Linked DNA regions of Sus scrofa: region 2 is linked to region 1. A link is a contact called in public Hi-C data. All regions are on one chromosome and are shown on one strand. The core of a region is the stretch at or near the end of the contact, and the rest is flanking DNA. Distances in the headings are between cores, read along the strand shown. Region 1 has its middle 120 kb from the start of C18H7orf25. Region 2 holds the start of GLI3 (transcriptional activator GLI3).

What was found. Hi-C and Micro-C count contacts between places; a contact is called where the count stands out from the background.
Region 2: a Hi-C map of fetal skeletal muscle shows a contact between it and region 1, with 2.6 times the contacts expected there. The contact joins the promoter of GLI3 here to the enhancer-like site in region 1. A contact is called at or near these places in 6 of 47 Hi-C or Micro-C datasets (alveolar macrophages, embryonic fibroblasts, fetal skeletal muscle and 2 more) and 1 of 2 datasets of contacts at active chromatin or transcription factors (skeletal muscle).

Annotation. Positions count from the first base shown.
Region 1 is chr18:52,038,932-52,042,316 of Sscrofa11.1, forward strand. No RefSeq gene overlaps it. Among named protein-coding and RNA genes, the nearest start is that of C18H7orf25, 120 kb to the left of the region's middle. Within about 2 kb of position 1,855, at least 3 of the 83 cell types and tissues checked have an H3K27ac peak or open chromatin away from gene starts, as enhancers often do. A contact at or near this core is called in fetal skeletal muscle, where this site is marked.
Region 2 is chr18:52,401,886-52,405,270 of Sscrofa11.1, forward strand. GLI3 (transcriptional activator GLI3) reads left to right here and starts at 1,578. Exons shown (of 15, transcript XM_021078945.1): 1 at 1,578-1,693. LOC110257576 (a long non-coding RNA gene) reads right to left here and starts at 1,065. Exons shown (of 5, transcript XR_002340376.1): 1 at 880-1,065; 2 at 440-581.

The DNA.
Region 1 (3,385 bases), core at 605-3,104:
ACCTTTGCTTGCATGACTCTTCCCGATGTAGCTCCTGCTGCTTCTTTTTAAAATTTCTTTTTTATTAAGGTGTAGTTGATGTACAATGTTGTGTTCAGCTGTGTGAATATATTCTTTTTCTCATGCTGTCCTCGTGAGATCATGGTCTATCTCAAGAGACTGGATAGAGTTCCCTGTGCTGTACAGTAGGACCTCATTGCTTATCCATTCTACATGGAACAGTTGCCTGCTTCTTGATGTGTTTTCTCCTTTGGCTCCTGCAGGCCCTTCACCAGGCCACCCTCCTTCTTGGCTTGGTGTCTTTGCCCACACGCATGCCCTGCCCTGCCAGGGGGCTCCCCTATTTCTCCCTGCCATGTGGCCAACCACTGCTCCTCATTCAAGAGTCAACACAGGGCCCACTTACCCCAGGAAATCTTCCCTTAGCCCCATCTAGTCCCTACCGACTGGTCAGGTGCCTCTCATGTAAGAGCTGAAGACGGGTGTATGATGGAGGTTAAAGGAGAAAAACAAGTGAAAACATACAACACACATGTGTGTATGTGCATTGTACAGATGCTCCAGAAACGTTAATTTCCATTATGTTTCCATAAATGTTAGTGCTTTTCCAGTGATGAAGAACAACTCTAGCCTGCTCCTGGGTTACCTTTCAGAGTTTCTTCAGAAAAAATTATACCTTCCTGGAGTTCCCGTCGTGGCTCAGTGGTTAACGAATCTCACTAAGAACCATGAGGTTTCGGGTTCGATCCCTGACCTCGCTCAGTAGGTTAAGGATCCAGCATTGCTGATTGCCATGGGCTGTGGGGTAGGTCACAGACGCAGCTCGGATCCCGTGTTGCTGTGGCTGTGGTGTAGGTGGGCAGCTGCAGCTCCAATTAGGCCCCCTAGCCTGGGAGCCTCCATATGCCACGGGTGCAGCCCAAGAAAATACAAAAAAAAAAAAAAAATTACGCCTTCCTTCTTGAACCAGCACTTTCCTAGGTTTGTGCACCTATGGAGCTTTGTGAACATATTGAGCATCTTGTCAGCTGTGTGAATTATTATCCAACTGAAATTTATTTCCCACGACATTCTTATCGGCCCTTTATTCCGGGATAAACGTGGCCTTATCTATCCCCCTAAATAGATAGAGTTCTAAGGCTCTTTTTAAAGGTCTCTCCCAGCTCTAACATTCTTTTAGTGTAAGATTTATTTGTGCAGAACTCCATAACACAGATGAAGTCAAATTTCTGGAACCTGATTATACAATTTAAAGATTATCTGGGGCCTCAGTTCCTCCTCTTCCTCCTCCTCCCCTTCTTCCCCTCCACTGCCTGACCTGTAGTCATTTTTACTGCTCACAAACTCCTCCGCACAGGGAGGCAGGAAAGAGAGGCAGTGCTAACACAGCAGCTTTGGTAAAATGCATGACGGGAGAGGTTGAACGGTTGATTAGAAGAGATTTCTCAGATTCATTATTCCCCCATCTCTCCAGACTGACCAAGATAAGTTAGTTGGAAACTTACTAGGCTTTCTCTAATTAAAAAATAATAATAACAACAAATGCTTGGTCCACAAAAATCATGAGCTCTCTCCCATGGCGCTCCCCGTTGTATTCAACTCTGATGCCTCCCTGACAATGTTAGGTCAGTTCCCTTTCCCTGGTTAAGCTGGCGTGGGGTTTGCCTGTCCTGCTTTTTGCTGTGTCCCTGTCACATGCGCATCTCTCTCTATTTGGATGAAACATGGAATGAAGGACAGGAGGGCTCGCAGGCTTGGAAAACAGCTGTTTCCGCCTGGCCTCTCCCATCTCCTTAAGGAAACCTTACTGCAATTGCCAGCGAAAGCTATGAAGAGATCTCTGAGTTGTAACGTCTGAGGTGGACCTGAGACTTTGTGTGGAACACTGCAATGTCAGCAGCTGCTCAGTTACACGTACTCCACACACAACCGCTTTTATAGCTTGACTTAGAGCCAACTTCTGTTTCCAGGTCCAGTGCCAAGAGCCAACGGCTGCTTGGGTGCAAGACAGCTTATTCTGTCCTAGAACTTTCTTTGCAATTCAGCTGACAGAGGCAGAACACCACGGTCCTTAATTATCCCAGGGACCGTCATGGGGCTGAGTGAGAGCGAAGCCTGGGTCCTGGGAGCAAGCTTGAAAGCTGCTGTTCCATGACTTCGCCTCCCTGACTCTGCATTGTCCCAAGTGTCTTGCACAATCAACGCCAGGCAAACCAGTGAGTCCAGTTCTGGTTTGAATTTCACCATTAGATGCGTTTGCTTTCTTCTTAGTCATGGCCAAGAGTGTTTTGGCAAAGTTTACCAGACTGGAATTGGGGGAGTGGGGAGAAAAAGAGTCATGTGTGTGCTTAAAACCTTTTCTAAGCTTTTTAGCACCTTGTGACACTTCATACTACAGCAGCAGCTGCCCCCACCCCCCACTAGTCTCGCTTCCAGTTCATGAATTATGAGAGAAGAAGTTGGGTCAATGGCCGCTGTCCCGAGAATTGGGATCTGACCACATGGCCAGGGCAGTATCCTTGATTAAGGGAGCTTTTGAATGATGAAAACAGCCTAAAATTTCTTAGCTATGTTCACAGAATTGTTGCATGGCCCTATTAGTTTGGTAGTAGTCTTAGCCCCATATTACAAGTGCAGAAAATGCATGCAAAGCAGTTATAAGATTTTTCTAGGTCATAGAGCTGGTGAAGGCAGAGCTGGGCACGGAGCCATAATGGTCTATCTTCAGAACCTACATGTGTACCAGGATTTCATACTAGTCCTTCTCCTAGGATCACCTTTCCAGGTTATGTTTTTTTTTCTATTCAAGTTTAAAGCAATGGATCTGCTTCAGATAAAGCCTGGCAGGACACAGCTGGATCAGTTTGAAGTGTGGAAGCTGGGTGAATTCTGTCGTTATTTCAGCAAATACTTGCCGAGCATCCTACCAAAACCTGGCACTGAGTTAGGTCCTCACGGCCACGGTCTTGTGGGGGCACGGGCTCTAAGCGAATTGTTATTACTGGATGCTAGAGAAAGGCAGTGATCAGGTGGTACGGTTGGTCGTGAAAGAGGGTTCTGGGTGGAAGCCAACTAAAGGCATTTACTGGGAACCCTTTGGTTTTCCGAAATCACACGGTGGGGGTGGAGGAAAAAGCACCCAGTTACTCAGGTACACGTGAGGAAAGCATGGGTGCACCCAGGCATGGAATTTGGGGGGTCCACCCCAGCCAGCCTCCTGCCCAGGCCCCTCCCCAGAGACATAAGGAAGTGTGGAAGCCTGTTTCTGAGTTTCAGTTGGTCCAGGAGCTCTGTGGGTGGGGAAGGGGTAGACTGACTCCAAACCAGTGTGAACCGGCATAGGCTCATCAGCAGAGTGGAAGTCGGGCGGGGGGAGCTAACGTGA
Region 2 (3,385 bases), core at 328-2,827, 360 kb after region 1:
GACCACCACCCAGGTCTCCTGAGACCCCTGCTCCGTAGGATGAGTAAGTGGTGGGCTTCCCCCCACACACACCCCCGCGCCCGCCCCCAGCATGGTGAGATAGAGAAATCATAAAATACATGCTTAAAAAGGACCTTCAGCCCTACTTTATCTGCACTGCGTCGACCATAAAAGCTTAAGTCAGGGTCTGCTTTTGTGGAGTCTTTGAGATAAGCAACAAGTCCCAGGAAACAAATACTGAATACCACCATTAATTCGCTGAAAGAAGAATTCTCCAGTGAAGCATGTGAATCTCAAAATGCTCTTCCGATCATAAGAGCTAATCATTCATCCACCCACACTCTTCCTTCAGTCAAGACGCTCCAGCGAGTCAACACAAGTGCACCCTGAGCTCCGCGGCGCTGCTGGCGGCGGGTGGGTGGGTGGGGTCTCAGCTTACCCTGGGAAGGGTGGATTTGGGAGCGCCACCGGGGTTCGCTTTCTTTTTCTTCTTTTGTTCCCCCCCGTGGGAACTCCTCTTTGGGGTTACAGATTCAGGTGGTGTACACTGCAAAACGAAGAGACGCCTGCAGGCTGGCCAGCTGAGGAAAGAGGGAACATCATTTCACTCGTACAGGCCGCTGAAAATAAATCAGGCACAGAGACACTCTGCAGCTCTGGGAAGAGTACCGCGTTTCAGTCCACGCTCCAAGCCCCGGGGCTTTGTTTTTGTGTCCTTTATAGGGTGGCCCACGGGGACAGCAGGCTGGGCAACGGGAGTTCCCACTTCCCAGATCTGGCCCCAAGGGCAGACGAGTCCGGTGGCGAGGAAAACCCTGAACTTTGCAAAAGCATCTCCGGCCAAAGCGGGAGTTTCAGGGTTGGCCCCGGGAAACGTACCAGGAGCGGGCGAGCCAAGGGGGGGCGGGGGTTGTGATCCGAGAGGCCCTGAAAGAAGAAAGCGGAGCCCAAACTGGGCGCGGGAGCAAGGGGAGCGGAGAGGCGGGTGGGAGGCGAGGGGAGCCGGCAGACGCAGCCCGGGCGCGCGGGGCGCCCGGGAGGGGGGGCGGCGGGGCGGCCCCGCGAGCGCGGGCGGGGAGGGCGGCGGTGACATCACGCCCGGGCCCCCTTCCCCTCGCCGGGTGGGTGGGGCCTCGGCGCGCCGAGCGGGCGCGGGGTCAAGGAGGGGGAAGAGGAGGAGCAGGCTTGAATGTGTCTGCGTGAGGACCGGGGAGGGGCGGAGGGGGCGGAGGGCGGGGAGGGAGCGCGCGCGCGTGGCTCCGGGCTCCCCCCCCCACCCCGCCAGCCCCCGACCCCGGCCCGCGCCGCCTCCTCGCCGCCGCCCGCGTCGCCGCTGGGACCCGCTGCGGGCGCGGGGACCCGGCGGGCGGGGAAGCGCGGGCCCCCGGCGAGGCCTGGAAGGAGCGAGAAAGCAAAAGTAAGGCGAGCTGCACTCCTCCAAGTTTTCCCAACTTCGCCCCCTGCGGCGGCGGGCGTCCTGCGGCTCGGCGCGTCCCCACCGCTCCGACGAGGGGCCGAAAGAAAAGCGACGGGGCGGGGGCGGGGGCGGGGGCAGAGGGAGCGCGAGCCGAGAGTCCGGCAACATCTGTTAAAACTTGGGGGAGGAGGAGCGCGGGGTGGAGGAGGAGGAAGAGGAGGGAAGGAGGGAGCGCGAGGGAGGGAAGCGCGGAGCCGAGGGACAACTTTTCCACCCGTGAGTAGCGCCGGCTGCGCGGGTCCGGGCGGGGGGCGCTTCCCAGCCCGCGCGGGCTTGCAGGCCGGGATGGGACCTTCTTCCAGAAAGTCGATTGGACGCCAGGAGGGGAGCACGGCGGGGGCTTTCTTTCTTTCTCTTTCCCCTCCCTCCCGCGGGTGAACCAAATCAGAACTGTCACTCAGGGCCTGTGAGTCAGAAGGGATCGGATTACACGATCCCTGAAACCGATGCCGGAGCCGCACGAGCGGGCGGGAGCGGGCAGGGGCAGCGCCACCGCCACCGCCGCCGCCGCCGCCACCGGCGCGCTTGCACACTCGCCCTCGCGCACCCTCGCCGCCCCGACCCGCCCTCCCCGCGCGCCCCGCGGCCGCCCGCGCCGCACCATGCCTGCGGCTGGCGCCCCCCGCGCCCTGCCCGGCCGCCCGCTTTAGCCCGCGCCGCCCGCGGCCCCGCGGAAGCCCGGAGCCGCCCGCCCGCCCGCCGGCCCGCGCCCCGGACGCGGGTCTATGGGAAGTTCGGGGACTTGACAGCCGCCGCCGCCGCCGCAGGTACGTCCCGCCCGAAGTTCTTTGTTTCGCGGTGCCCCGCACCGGGCAGCCCGCTCCTGCGGCCGCGCCCGCACCGCCGGGTCCAGACCCGGTCCCCGTCGGGGGGAGCGGGAGGAAATGAAAATGGCTGTCAGAAGGCGCCCAGATTTCCAGAGCAGCCGCAGCGAGGCTTCCCTTCGCCCCCTCTTGCCTGATACTCCCCTTCCGAGCGTCGGACCCCGCGGCCCCCCGGAGACGGGCTGCAGAGTTTCACCTCGGGGTGCTGGTGGTGGCGGTGATGGACGAAGTTCGCAGCAGCCCGACGACGGCGCCCCTCGCCTCCACTCCGCATCCCGAGGCTAAAAGGAACTCCGGGAGCCCCCGGAGCTCCGGCGCCCGCCTTCGCGCTGTTGCGTCCCCGTCGCCCCCCCCCTCCCCGCCCCGCGCCCGGGGCCGGGCGCAAAGGCGCGGGTGGGTCCACGCGGGGAGCGCCGCAGCGGGGGCTTCCTGCAGCCTGCGCTTCCCCTCCGAGGGTCGGGGGCGGGCCTGGGTCCTAAGAGAGGAAAAGTGAAAGTTGTCGCATCTGTGGATGATTTGAGATTCTTTCACTTCTTTTCCTCTCCAGGGACAGCATTAAAAATAAGAATAATAAAAAAAAAAAAGAAAGGAAGGAAAAAGCAAACAAAAGAAATAAAAGCGTTAGAAGCAGCAGGGAGGTGCGTCCCGTGGCGGGGGGTGGGGGGGTGCGGAACCGCGGCTCCTGCACTGATCCTTTAAGAGGCCGCATTTTCGCAGGGCACAGTTGGGCATGAATCACTCCGCAGGGGACAGTTACTTTCTGGAGTTGCAGAGGGCAAATGGGCGGGAGGAGGTGGAGAGGGAGTAAATATTTACCCCAGCCTTGGAGAGTTTGTGAAGCGACTTTTAAGCAGGTTGCAAGAGGCCCGAAGCGCCCCTGCACACCCAGGCCTTTTATCCTTCCCTGAACTTTGTGCTCACTCTCCGGTTGCACCTCCTTCGGGAGATGCCAGGCCGAGAGGGGCTGGACTCGGGCTTCCCTTGCTGACCTGATACAGAGAGAGGATTGAGGCGGCATCCTGGGTTCCTCCCCTGTGCCCAGGGTCTCCTCTCCCCGGTGTGCCGTCCCCGATGGAGTCTGGCC